4 separate regions of the Sus scrofa genome follow, and all the other regions are linked to region 3. A link is a contact called in public targeted proximity ligation data. All regions are on one chromosome and are shown on one strand. The core of a region is the stretch at or near the end of the contact, and the rest is flanking DNA. Distances in the headings are between cores, read along the strand shown.

Region 1 (3,195 bases), core at 65-2,564, 130 kb before region 3:
ATGGAGCAGAGATCCCCGGCCAACCTGCATGGGACATTCATAAGATTGAGAAGTAAAGGTATTGTTTGCTATTGAGATTTGGGGGTTGTTTGTTAACAAAGCATAAACTAGCCTACCCTAACTGTAACAATATATGAAGCAACTACTATAGCCCTAAGAATGTAGCAACCTCGTAATAGATAATAGTTCCTATCTTGATTTTTTCAGCAAAGGCCAGGATTACTACCTCTGGAAGCAACCACACAGAATCTAACACAGTTCTGAGCAAATGCTTGTGCACACTTTCATAGTGACAGAAGATGAATTCAAAGTCACTGAGGCTATCAGAAGCCAGGGAAACACTGTGCCCAAGAAAAGGGAAGCCCTTTCCAGCAACTGGAGAGGGAGGACCACTATTTGCCACAGGTGTAGAGTCAAGTCATTATGTACTTTGTTTTTCACCAGCCACAAAGCAAGTAGCAAAAAACTGGTTTCTGTCTCCACGTCAATGAAATTATTTCTGCGGCATAAGCTTAACACATTCTCTGCTCAGAGTAACAGGTAGCAGATGCTGGGGACTTGATCCCAATATTTGGTATTGATTACTTAGTGCAGACACCAAAATCTTTGTTCATATCAACACATGGCATAGGAGTATTTTTCCTATTAAACTCAGTAAGGTATAAAAACATAGGAAACTCATTACACTAGAGTTAAAGGGATCCACAGTTAAAGAAGCTGCTTGTTCTTTCCCAAGGAGTCTCTGGTGACAAAAGTATAAAAGAGGCAGTGCAGGTAAAAGTTATGAGCATTATCTTGGGTGCCCATGAGACACCGGTTTGCATCCCAATTCCTTCACTTAACTGTAAGATGGCAAGAACTTAGAACATACAATGGCCGGGTTGAAAATTTTTCACATTTCTATTATTACTTTGGTCATTTATTCATTCAAAAAATATTTGCTTCAAATTTTCTCTGTGCCATGACTTCACTTCATCTTCCCAGCAGCTCTATGAGGTTGATAGCATTGTTCTCATTTATAAGTGATTAAATTCAGGCACAGAGATAATAAAAATCTCAAGACAATGTGGCTGATTAAGTTAGAGAGTTGGACTTTAAACCCAGATCTTAAATAGAGAAGTCTCAAAAAGTCTCTCATACTCTGTAGAGAGTGGATCTTGTGAGTGAATTCCAAATCTACACAGCTCCCAGAAAAGAAGAGTTCTTCTAGTGCCACCTAACTTACTCAGAAACCCAGTGAGTTTGAACTGATATTTAATATAGAAAGGTATGCTGACAAGGAGTGAGTCATCTCCTGAGCACAAATACCATCTGTGCAGGGAGTGTGTGGTTAAATAGGGAAAATGACTCCCCTGGAGGCCATCCAGACCCAACATGGCAGCTGAGGACAAGCATCCCTTATTTTTTGGCCCAAGAAGTCTCCAGAAGAAGGATGCTGATCTGGATCTCGAAACCAATCCTTGAGCACAAGTTTAAAGCTTATCCAGTAAGTTAAACACAATCTCAGGCATCTTACCTTCTGGTGAAGGCGCTCTGGTGACTGCTGGAAGTCCTGACTATTCCAGGAACAAGTGGGTACATTCTCTGGCCAAGCTCTAGGAGGAAGGGAGCTTGCTTCTCAGCCACTCTGCTGCAGCACCACAGATGCCGTGTCACCAGAAAAATGTGAAGACTGCCCTCCCCAAATCTCATAAGACCCTCATCAGTGGGGCTCCTTCAGCCTGTGACTTAGTCTGTGATTCCTGTGGAGAGAGCAGAGCCAAGAGTAAGCCCCTTTTCTCGGCCTCCCTCAAGTCCACCTGCCTAAGCAAAACCTCATTCTTCATCCAAACAAAAGGGCCTATGCACATCAATTATTTCCAATAATACCTGGGGCTGGGGAAATGGTTCTCCTCAGGGTGGCTCCATAATGCATCATCCAAGCCAGAAACGCTGAAGGTGTAAATGCAGGCAAGGTGGGACTCCAAAATGATAGGCATAAAGCAGGACTGTCCCAAGAAGACTGGGGCCTGTGTCCACACGTGTTCCCCATCAAACCTGTCTCTGCTGGCCCCACTGCAAATTCTGTGGACTCAACACTTGACTGGTGCTGTGTTTACATTTATTGGCCAAAAGGTGCAAAAGAGAATCATGGGGAAATTTCAGCTGCCTGCCTAGAAATATAAGACAAGTATCAGCAATTTAAATGAAGAAGTGGGTTTAGGGGTTTGAACTTCTATCAAATCAAGCCAACCACCCTGGAAGCCAGAGGCCCCAGTTTAGGAGATAGGTGCTCATAGCCTGGTTGGTGGCATTTCAGGGGCAGAAAGAGGAAACCTCTCAATCTGGGATGCTTGTCCTCATTTGTGCTGATTTGCTGCTGCCAACTAAAGGGATCTTAGTTAAAGCTAGAATCACTTGTTTCTTCCTGATGCCTTGAACAAGATTTCCCCCTAGACTGGAGGGTTAGTACAATGTAAACAGTTGTCTCTAGGCTGGCACAGCCACCTTTCCCTTGTGCAACTAGGTTTTCTCTGAAAAGACAGCTATTTAAAGCCCAGCCAACACTTACTGATTTTATTGTGCTGTATCCATGGTGAAATCACAGTCACCAGTTTGAATAGGCTAATCAAGACCCATGAATTGCTGTCTGCAGGAATAGCCACTTTTCCAGAGATCAAAGCCATGTGGCTGGGGAGACAGACTTTTAGCTGCATTTCTTGAATCTTTTTCTGATCAAAGTGATTTATTACTTGAATGTCATAATCAGCTCAGGGTCTTTTTATTTCCATGTTTGGTACCAGACTCCTGAGTATTGGATGATTTAGCGGTTTCAGTCTATTAACCCTTTATAAGGCTTAATCTGTCTTATAAACATTCCTACGGTTTAAAAAAAAAAATCACTATGAACATCTATGAAATGGGAGGAGTTAAGATTTCAAAAATCCCAGCCTCACCTTCTTGTAACCTAAGGATAGACAGCAAGGAGGAGGTAAGGAGGAACCGCCATAGCCAGGCCCTGATGCAATGGTGCCCAGTGAGATGCAGTTTCATACTACATGTGATGGGATGAACCACAGGGAGGCTTCGGCACAACTTCTCGGGTAAGGGGGAGGAGGTTCTGGGGCACTGGCTCCTGTCCCTGGAGGCTCCGCCACCTAGGTACGAGGAGGAGACCCATGGGACTCCCACAGACAGAGAATGTCCAGGGCAAGG
Region 2 (3,562 bases), core at 751-3,250, 170 kb before region 3:
AGCTGTGGTGTAGGTTGCAGACACGGCTCAGATCCAGCGTTGCTGTGGCTCTGGCGTAGGCTGGTGGCTACAGCTCCGATTGGACCCCTAGCCTGGGAACCTCCATATGCCGCGGAAGTGGCCCAAGAAATAGCAAAAAAAAAAAAAAAAAAAAAAACAATGTCCACAGCAAGTGGAAATGCTTCCTAATTCAGGGCACAGAGCTAGTCAGGCCATATATCTTAGCTGTTTTCATTAACCAAGGTAATACTTTAACCACTCTCTGCCTAATTTCTTGTCCATTTCTCAAACAGTTCAGAACTCAGATGAGGGAAAGCGAGCTGTTATGTATTGACTTAAATAAATTTCATCATTTCCCTTTAAAATGTCACTTTTCCCTAGCTGGTTCTGCACAGAACAAAAGAAATAAGAAAATACTCCAAATTTGCTCCCTACCCACACTATCTCATCATTGCATTACAATCCTCATGATAATGCATTAGCTTTTTCTTGACATAAAAATTATCAAACTGCTGTTAGTTCATATGTTTCTACCCAAAACTGGCAACCAGAACTCTAAGATTAATTGCAAGAACTATAAAGAGATTTTAGGACATTTCCCCCGAGAGCCTCCATGAATAGCACCAAGATGAGCAGTAACCCCAGGCTTCAGAGCCCCCCACTGCCATGTCAGGTTATGATGCCTTCTTTCCTATGATGCCTTCTTTCCTAGCCAAATCCCAAAAGAAAAGTCTTCTCAGATCTTCAGGAGTATGTATGACATGAAAAGCTCATTTGGGTAAAGGGAACCAGACCCTCGACATCTGACACTAACGAGGTGCCCTTCCCTTGGCTTAAAGGGATCTGGAGGAGGACGAGCAGATAACCTTCAGCCTAAATAAGTAAAATCATCACTGCTCTGGAATCTCTCTGAAGCATGCCCGGTTACGGTGTGGAATTCCACAGGGCGCGTGGCCCTCTTGGACTCCATCCAAAGGAGTAAGCTATCAGAAGGAACTCATCCTAACACAGGTCCCTGGGACAGTGTTCATCAGCAAGCTCCGGGGTAGCTGGTAAAATTCTGGGACTAGTCAGTTAACCACACCATGCTTGTTAATATAGTCAAGTCTCTGTTAAGAAGCAACAACCCAGTTTGTCACTCACCCATTCCCCATTCCTTCACTGCCCAGTTAGCTTCTGGCTTGTTCATAAGGCAGCTCTGGGGGTCTGACAAAATAAGCCTCTTGTTCACAAAGCTTAAACCAGAGGGTTTTCTTATGATCTGTTTTTTTTCTATCACCAGCACCTTGACCTCCTGGCATGCTCTTGGCTAATTGAAGTTGCCGAAGGCATAAGGATTCTGCTAATGGACTCAGCTCTCCCATAGGGGTCAGACACCAAGACAATGTCACAGCTGTGAAAGAAGAGCCCAGATGGCCAGGCTCAGGTGGTAAAGACCTTCAGAATCTGCCTTGAGGCTCTCAATGGCTTCAGATTGAAAACTATCTTGGCCCCATCCACAAATGTAAGGCATTTAATGACAGCCTGAAAGCACAGAGCTTAAACAGAATGATGAGCACAGGGCAGGAATTTGGACTCCAGAAGAACTGGCTAAGCACAGATTATTTTTCTACGGTATTTGACGAGAACAAACGAAGTAAGAATTTTCCTTTTGTTCGTCTGGCCTTTGGCATTGTTTACTTTCTTTTTATGATTCTCAAAGGCACTTAGAGCTCTGGCAGTGTTTCTGTCCTAAAATCTTATTGTCAGAAGTTTATTTTTCAGCTGTTTCAAATCATATCTGGTAGAGTGAGTGCTTTGCCTGGGCTCATCACTTTACCTCAGAAGAAATAAAGTTCACCCTTTAAATGACAATATTGATTGTCTACAGCTTTAAGTTTTCTGCACTTAAGCTGCAGGCTTCATTTCAAAATATGTTTTCTCTCAGCACAAAGGAACTATGGTAGAAGACTCCACTCTGCTGGTGTCTGGGTAATGACCTAACACCGTATTTTGGACTATCGCTGTGTTTTGTCAGATTTTCACTGCCTGTGGAGTAATTCTTTGTCAATGGTGGTTTCGTCAGCTGTGGTTTTGAGGCAATGAGGTTTTATGCTTGTGTTTGAATTTTTTTGAAAATATATAAGCTTTTAACATTTACAGAGCTACGTTCAGTCCTCTTTTAAAAGGAACCCAATATCCTGTTTTTCCTCCTCCTCCATCAGAGGGGATAGCGTGTACTTTACCGGCTGCCCCTCCAGAATGTGGACAGGCTACTTAAGACAAAAAAATGCACTCTTCAGTGCTGTGATGATCTCTGAAAAGCCCAGGTTAACTTAGCCAGTGTCTTCTTGACACCTATGAAAAGTCAGCGTGTGAAAGAGGGTAGCATAAGGGTTAGGAGGCTGTGCTCTAAAGCTTCACTACCTGACTGAACTCCAGCTGTTTAGTGGGTTAAAGGGTGCCCTTCCCCCAGATATGAGCACCTCCTCACCCTGGGAACCTGTGAATGCAGCCTTATTTGGAAAAAGGGCCTTTGCAGATGTAAATACACTGAGAATGTCTGAGATGAGCTCATCCTGAATTACCAGGGTGGGTCTTGTAGCCAGCGACAAGTGTCTTATAAGAGCAGACACAGATGCAGAAGAAGAGGAGGCCATGTGAAGATGGAGGCAAAGGCTGGAGTGATGCTGACCAAGGAACACCTGCAGCTACCTGAAGCTGGAAATATTCTTCCTAAGAGGCTTTGGAGGGAGTGTGGTCCTGCTGGCATCTTGATGTGGAACTTCTGAACCCCAGAACTATGAGAGAATAAATTTCTGTCATCTCAAGCCACCCAGTTTGTGGTAATTTGTTACAGGAGCCTTAGGAAACAAATACATGACTTACCAGCTGGGCAAGCTATGTAATCTCCATAAATCAGATCCCTCAAAGGAAAACCTTCTTCATAGGGTTGCTGTGAGGATAAAATGCCTTCACATAGGTGAGTGGTTCAGAACAGTGTCTGTGCCTGGTGTGCTCACACGAGTGATTTTTGTCTGTCATAACAACCGGCAAATACAACTGAACTGAGATTTCCTATCCAGTATATGCTGGTCAAAAGAGTCACAATCTGAGAAACAGGAACATTCTGGAAAAAACTACTTTGTCTCATCTCAGGGTCTCAGCACAGCTTCCTAAACAGCTAAAGAATATGAAGCAGGAGCAGGACTCTCTGCAAGAGCCTCTCTTTAAATGCCTCTAAATCTGACTGGTTTCAGAAAAGTGAAGCTTTTGAAGATGTTTCTGTGCTGAGACTTGAGAACACACGCATAACATACGACGTTTAAGTTCCCCCCAGCCTCTTGCCCTCCATGAGCTGTAAGCCGCCCATCTGGGTGGTTTCTGTAAGGTTCATCTGCCCTGTGCTATCTCCCGCAGTCCTTGCCTACACAAAACAAGGATTTCAGGCAGGCCAAGAAGCTCGGTATCAGCGCCAGGATAGAGGCAGCAGGCTCTGTCGCACAAGGATGGAGGCAGGTGGTCTGGTGGGAAGTCGTTCCGGCCAGGAGGTGCTGCAGCAGTGCCCGGGATAGACCCAATG
Region 3 (3,543 bases), core at 382-2,881:
TCTTAATCCCCTGCACCATAATGGGAACTCTGTGATTTGTTGTTTTGATAAATTTCACCCTCCACTGAGGTTGGACCTGTATATGCTTCCCTACCCTTAACAGCACAACATATTATCAATTATACTTTAAACAGGCTTGGAAAGCACCCCCTTTGTCTTTGGGAGCTGACTGAGTTCCCAGAAAGTGTGCTCCTTAAATGTAAAGACCTCAGTGTCTGGAGCCCAAGATCAGTCACTTGGCTTAGTGCTGGTAGCCATGTAGCTTTGGCAAAGCCTGTGCCTCGGGGCCTCATGGCTAAAATGGGGACATTAACATGGGTTCTTGTGAATGAGCTAGTGCACATCAAAGGTTAGAACAGTGCTCAGCACATAGAGACACTCTCAATAAACATTTCCTGTCATATGAAGTGTTGGTGGTTCCCAGTAGACACATACATACCCTCTGAGGACGCATGCCCTCCCCACTTTGTTCCCAATGAAGAAACTGCCTCTTAGGCTCCTGCATTAACAACAGCTGAGATGATGTTGCCAGCAGTCAGCCTGGGAAAGGAAAGGGGTGTGGCTGTCCACTGACTGATAAGCCAGGGAGCCCAGAATATTCAGAAAGGAGGAGAGGAAAGCGTCAGGGTAAAGTCATTGATACTGGATTATCTCTTCTGGGATCAAGCATGGCTGTCCCTGAGCTGGAAGAGGGAAAATAACAGATAAGATAGAGGGATAGAGTCAGAGCTCTCAGATATTTCCCCAGCATCATATCACAAACATCAGCTCGTCTAAAGTTATAAAATTGTTATTTCTTCAGCAAGTTCCCTTTTTTTTCCCTTAAACTTCCAATGTACTAGGGGAGCTCTTACCCCTGGCATAGTAGAAATTCAAATTATTGTTTCCAAAGTCCTAGAAGCCTCCATCCTGTCATGCAGCAAATACTATGTAAATATTTGTAGAAAGAAAGAAAAACGCCTTTTAAGGTATTCCCATTCTCCTACTCCTGAGAATCTCACTGCCTGAAGCTTATCTAACCTCTACTCACCAACCGTTTTCTTAGTTTTTTCTCTATTTTTTTTGTTGTTGTTGTTGTTGCTTCTCTCCCACCTTTGTGTCCACTCCGCTGACATAAAACTCAACTTCTACCAGGCCGAGCAAATCTCTGGTGAGGGGCCTGCAGTGCCCATGGCCATGGATGTGGCCAGGCAGGGACTGAGGACTGGGCATTCCTCCCCTGGGCCTTCCAAGTATAGCAAACATATCCTCTACCTTCTCTCCTTACTTTTGCTCCCCAACATCCCCAGTCACTGTACAAGTAAAGGGTGAATGTGAGTGATCTAGTCAGAGAAGCAGAGAAGCACTCTTGACTACATCTTCATGGTATTTTTACTTCTCTAAGGGGTTTGAAATGAATGCCATGCCTTGGTTCTGGCCTTGCATAACCCTGGCTCCACCAGCTGACCACACACCGCCCTTGCATGCCCTGGAGTTATGGTGGACACACTGGATTGTTCCATGGCAGCTGCCCTCCTGGCCATGTATGCTGAGGACATGGCTCTAGTGGGCAGCTGTTCCTTAGGGTGCCCCCCACCCCCACCTTCTGCAGGCCCAGCGTCTCAGCTGTTCCTGCAGGCAGTCATCACGCTATGCCCAGAAGGGCAGGGAGGTGATGTCAGCCACCCTGGGTGCAAGAGCCCTGGGCTGTTGTACACTTAGAGGGTAAAGACATTCTGATGTTTTAGCAGGAAGACCCAAGACTTCCACTTTTGTTACTATTAAGACCCAAATTAGAATTAACGCTATGAGAATGTCAGGCTCACAGGCATGCCTTACTGTGCTAGGGTTCCCCATCTACTTGCTTGGTATCAAGCGTCTCTTGATAACATGGTATCTCTGTGCCCTCCTAATCTGTGTTGGGAAGGCAGACTCTCCAGGCTCCTCTGGGGAGTGTGTGGTCTTATCTGACAGCTTCCAGGTTAGTCTGTTCTGGGTGCAAACCCTCATGCAGCACTAGCCTCCTCTCCACTCCCAAAATTAGGGTACAGTGGTCTCTCCACTTTTCCTCTGCCTTCTCAGGCCTGGGTGCCTGCTCCTTCCCAAAGAGAGCCAGCTGTTACCTTGCCAGTGAGTACTAGAGTACAGTTATCGACACCTGCCACAGGCAAATGAATTTAAAACTCTTGTTGAAAGGAAAGATAGATGGGGCATGGGGCACATGCACACAGCCAGCTGCTACAAAGCAAATGTGGCTCTCAAGCCACCATCTAACCCAAGCCTCAGAGTAATTACGTATTTATTTGCTCTGTGGCCAGGGGGAGGAGAGCCCAATGGGAGAGGTCACAGCAGAGCCATTTTAGGAACTCCCACAGTGAGGAAGGTTTTAGCTTCTCCATGTTGGCTGATGTGACTGAAGAGTTGGAGGATTATTTTCAAGAGGTGAAGAGTGTCTCATATTTCAGATGAGAGCCCTCAAGCCTCCATGTAGCGCATCATTTCTAATTGTGTAATGTAGCATGCGCAGGGAAGGTACGTTAATTTTCTACAGGCAGTGGCTTCCCCCACCCATTGTCTGACAGTGTTTGCAGGTCAGGAGTTCCAGCAGAGCTTAGATGCATAATCTCAATAGGCTGTAAACTAGGGGTTGGAGCTAAGTCCTCAACTTCCCCTTGGACACTTCTGGTTCCAAGTGATCAGGAAGATCCACTTCCAGGTTCCCTCAGGTTGCTGGCAGAGTTCATCTCAGTATAGTGGCATCCTATTTTTTTTTTTTTCCTTCTGCTTCTTGGTCCACACTCATGGCACATGGAGCTTCCCAGGCTGGGGTCTCATCGGAGCTACAGCTGCCGGCCCACACTACAGCCACAGCAACGCCAGATCCAAGCCATGTCTGCAACCTACACCCAGCACACAGCAACAGCCAGATCCTTAACCCACTGAGTGAGGCCAGGGATTGAACCCGCCACCTCATGGTTCCTAGTCGGATTCGTTTCCACTGTGCCACAATGGGAACTCCATATAGTGGCATCCTTTTTCAAAACCAGTAAAGGAAGTCTTCCTCTAGTCCGCTAAGATGGAATGTTTTATTTTTATTTATTTTTAATTTTTGTCTTTTTAGGGCCGCAGCCACAGCATATGGAAGTTCCCAGGCTAGGGATCGAATTGGAGCTACAGCTGCTGGCCTACCCAACAGCAACACGGGATCCAAGCCATGTCTGTGACCTACACCACAGCTCACAGCAATGCCAGATCCTTTACCCACTAAGCGAGGCCAGAGATCGAACCTCCATCCTCATGAATGCTGGTCAGATTAGTTTCTGCTGAGCCACGACAGGTACTCCTGGAGTCTTTTATAATGTAATCTAATCAGGGTTGTGACATCTCATGACCCTGGTTAGCAGCAAGTCACAGGTTCTGCCCACAAAAGCATTAGTACCAGGAGGCCACATACCCAGGTTACCTTGGAATCCTGCCTACCACAGGGGAAAGATACAAGCTTATCAGCTAATGTTTCAAAAGAACTCTCATGTTAAGACCCAGCGTATTATATATGATCACACA
Region 4 (3,465 bases), core at 756-3,255, 170 kb after region 3:
ACATAAGAATAGCCATATAGGTAAATGGAACAAATCAGTTCAGAAACAGAACCAGACATAGTAAATCGATTTTCAGCAGAGGTGCCAATGTAATTCAGTAAGTATAGTGTTTCCAACATAGTTCTAGAAAAACCAGATAGCATATTTTAAACATAGAAATAAACCTTAACCCTTACCTCACACCATGCACAAAAATCAATTCAAAATTGATCATAGAAATAGAAGCTAAAACAATAAAACATCTGGAAAAATACATGAGAGAAAATCTTTGTGACCATGAGGTAGGTAAAAATATTTTTGGTCTAGAGCAAATTAAAAGCACAAAACATAAAACATAAACGTATAAATTAAACAGAAGATTTGAATAGACTCTTCACAAAAGAAGGTATACAAATGCATGAAATGATGCTCAAGATCTTTCATCAACAAGAAATGCATATTGAAACCTCTACATACCATTGAATTATCTAAAAATAATGACTGAAACCATCAAGTTTACTGAGAATTTAAGGCTACATTATTTTTACTTATTATTTCATACATTATTGTTGGGAATGCAAAATGGAATAACAATTTTGGAAAACTGAATAACAGTTATAAAGTTCATATAGACTTCATAAAATTTTATAAAGTATTCAAACTTCCCATATGACCCAGCAATCCCACTCCTAGGTATTTATCCAAGAGAAAAAAAAATGTAGGTCTCCACAAAAATTTGTACATGAGTAGTTATAGCAACTTTATTCATAATAGTCAAAAATTATTAACAACCCAAATGTCTACAAACTTGAAAATGGATAAACAAATTGTAGTATATACATACAGCAGAATTCTACTCAACAACAATGTATATGTTGACACATACAGCAAAATGGATGAATCTCAAAAATATGCCACAAAAGCATATATGCCATAAGAGTCCTTAAAAATCTAGAGCAGGCAAAACTATCAATAGTAACATAAAGCAGATCAGTGGTTGTCAGGGGCCAAGAATGACAAGAATTTACAACAAAGGATCAGAGAATTTGGGGTTAATAGAAATATTCTGTGTCTTGACTAGAGTAGTTGTCACAGTTGCACATATTTATCAAAAATTATTGAAATGTACACTTTAAATGTATGCATTTTATTAAACATAAATTATACTTCAATAAAACTTCTTTTGTATACAGAAAAATAAATCAGGTTTCACAGAATGACCAATGTATATTCTGTTATTCACACTGGTATGTAAGATTTTGAGATCATACAGTGTTCTAAAAGGCCGATTTCCATTTGGAGTCTTGTTGTGATCTTTTTGTCTTGAGCAGGGCTATACCTATGACAAGCTGTATTTTCCAAACACTGAACCACCCCACAAGCTAGACCACAGTATGGCCTTGATATTCCTCCCATCAAATAGTAGGATCTGTGTTCCCTCTCATTATTTCTAAGTACATTTAGATTTGCTTAGAACCAACAGAAATGCAGCAGACATGACACTGCATGCCTTCCAAAGCTAAGTTAGAAAGAGTAATGTAACTTCTCCCTAACTCATTGGAGCACTAGCATTAGAGCCTTGAGCTACCATGGTAACCAACCCCCTGAGGCCACCATGCTGTGATGAAATGCAGTTATCCCAAGTAGAGAGACTATTTGGAGAAGATCTGAGACTTGGGGAGAGAAAGATGCCCAGCTAGACCCTCACTCCTATAGATACCTGCTGTTCCAGCTCCAGCCACTGCTTAACTATCACCCCTGGAGAAATCCCATGCCAGAACTGCCCATTATAGCCCTTCCCAAATTTCTGACCTGCAGAAACTGTGTCATGATTTGATATGCAGCCTAAGTACAACAACCCCAGCAGTATCACCCTTGGCACAGTGCTCAAAATCAATGGAAGGAGGAAGTATGGTGTCATCATTGTTATTAATAAACCTAGAGCTATTCCCCTCCCTTCAGACTTACTGTTCCAATGTAGAAATCAGCACACCTTTTACTTCAGAGACCGGCAAAACACATGCAGTAAGTGACACCATGTTACCTGAGAAGAGTGGCATTGAATTAATCACCAGTGAGACAGCCTGGCTCTTTTACAGGAGTGGTGACAGATAAACTGCTAAATCCACAAGCACAACACATTCCTCTTTTCTGCACCCTGGACTCCCTCAGAGTCTATTGGAAAAAGAATTTTACCAAAAGTAAATGGGCAAGTAGGACTGCCCTAAGCTGAAGGGCCCTTCGGAAAAACGGGCCTGTTGTTTCTGTCTCGGTAAAGTTATTATGTAAGACCTGGCACTAGACCAGAAACTGGCCCAAACAGACTTTGAAAAATAATTCCACCTCAAAACACATCAGTCTGCTGCATCAGCCTGTTGACAGACAAGCTGAAATTCAGGGAGGCCTACCCACTGGTAGGCATAAGTCCCACAATGGCAGATAATGGGCAAACTGCCTTTATCCTGATCAAAATCCATCCATCCATGTCTGCTTGGCAGCCACCATAAAATAAGTTGAAGCCAATCTTTAAATGTAGCCACAAGGAAGCGCACACACATACACACACACATACACCTTTCTTATTCACTAGTAAGAAGGGGTACAATAGAAATTTAAACATGAACATGCGTTTATTTTAAAGTGAGTATTTATTTTCCAGTTTCCATAGGAAATAAGTAAGCTAATATTATCTTCCCAAAGTAAATACCTTCATGCAAAACTTCCCCAAACTGATTTCAGGTCAAGATTCCTGCTGCAACCTCCTTTTGCCCTCATGCCTCCGAATTCTCACACTGTGGTCTAAAGCACAGAGGATTCTTAGCAGAGTGGCATGACCTTACTTCTTCCCCTAGCTCTTCTGAAAGTTGAATCATAGAATCTTTGGTATGCCTCTTGCCAGATCCTACTGCTTGAGAAAAGAGATGAAATCTAATGGGAAACCAAAAATGTGAGGACTCATGGAGATTTCCCTGTCAGTTCTGCTTGGCCATGGCCATCCTATGCTGCCTATTAGCCTCCTTATTGGATCTTTTCTGGAATTATGTAAACCAGGAGGGCTGAAGTTTGGTTTGGGTTGTATTCTTGTGGAGCCCTGTGAGTTTTGTGTTGCTGTGCTTTTTAATAGTACTTGCCCATACACTGTGTTTTGGATTTAGTTTGCCTCTGTAAAGGAGGTTACTGAGATCCTTCTAATTAACCACTCTCTTCTTCATCAGCACCAACAACCTTTAACATCATCTGCCTGATTTTAAAAGAACCAGATATTTCAAATATCCATGTAATGACCCCTACATATTTTTTTTAAATCACCAAAGGATACATTTTCTAGGCACCATCCTTCTTTGGAAACACAGTAAGCTCCTGACATTTTGAGGGGACAGGTCCAGAGACCTTCCCCAACACCAAAATTTCAGACATTGGAATGTTTATTCAGGCCTCTGGCGCTGGGTCAAGAGTCCTGAATTTCCTTTGTATGTCATCACTCTA

The links.
Region 1: a contact with region 3 is called in a targeted proximity ligation map of skeletal muscle. A contact is called at or near these places in 3 of 47 Hi-C or Micro-C datasets (fetal heart ventricle, fibroblasts and skeletal muscle) and 2 of 2 datasets of targeted methods (alveolar macrophages and skeletal muscle).
Region 2: a targeted proximity ligation map of alveolar macrophages shows a contact between it and region 3. A contact is called at or near these places in 2 of 2 datasets of targeted methods (alveolar macrophages and skeletal muscle).
Region 4: a targeted proximity ligation map of skeletal muscle shows a contact between it and region 3. A contact is called at or near these places in 1 of 47 Hi-C or Micro-C datasets (embryonic fibroblasts) and 1 of 2 datasets of targeted methods (skeletal muscle).

The regions. Positions count from the first base shown.
Region 1 is chr3:102,422,292-102,425,486 of Sscrofa11.1, forward strand. No RefSeq gene overlaps it. Among named protein-coding and RNA genes, the nearest start is that of CDC42EP3, 110 kb to the right of the region's middle.
Region 2 is chr3:102,383,746-102,387,307 of Sscrofa11.1, forward strand. No RefSeq gene overlaps it. Among named protein-coding and RNA genes, the nearest start is that of RMDN2, 78 kb to the left of the region's middle.
Region 3 is chr3:102,555,865-102,559,407 of Sscrofa11.1, forward strand. The region is part of intron 1 of CDC42EP3 (cdc42 effector protein 3); the gene reads left to right. Among named protein-coding and RNA genes, the nearest start is that of CDC42EP3, 19 kb to the left of the region's middle.
Region 4 is chr3:102,726,901-102,730,365 of Sscrofa11.1, forward strand. No RefSeq gene overlaps it. Among named protein-coding and RNA genes, the nearest start is that of QPCT, 94 kb to the right of the region's middle.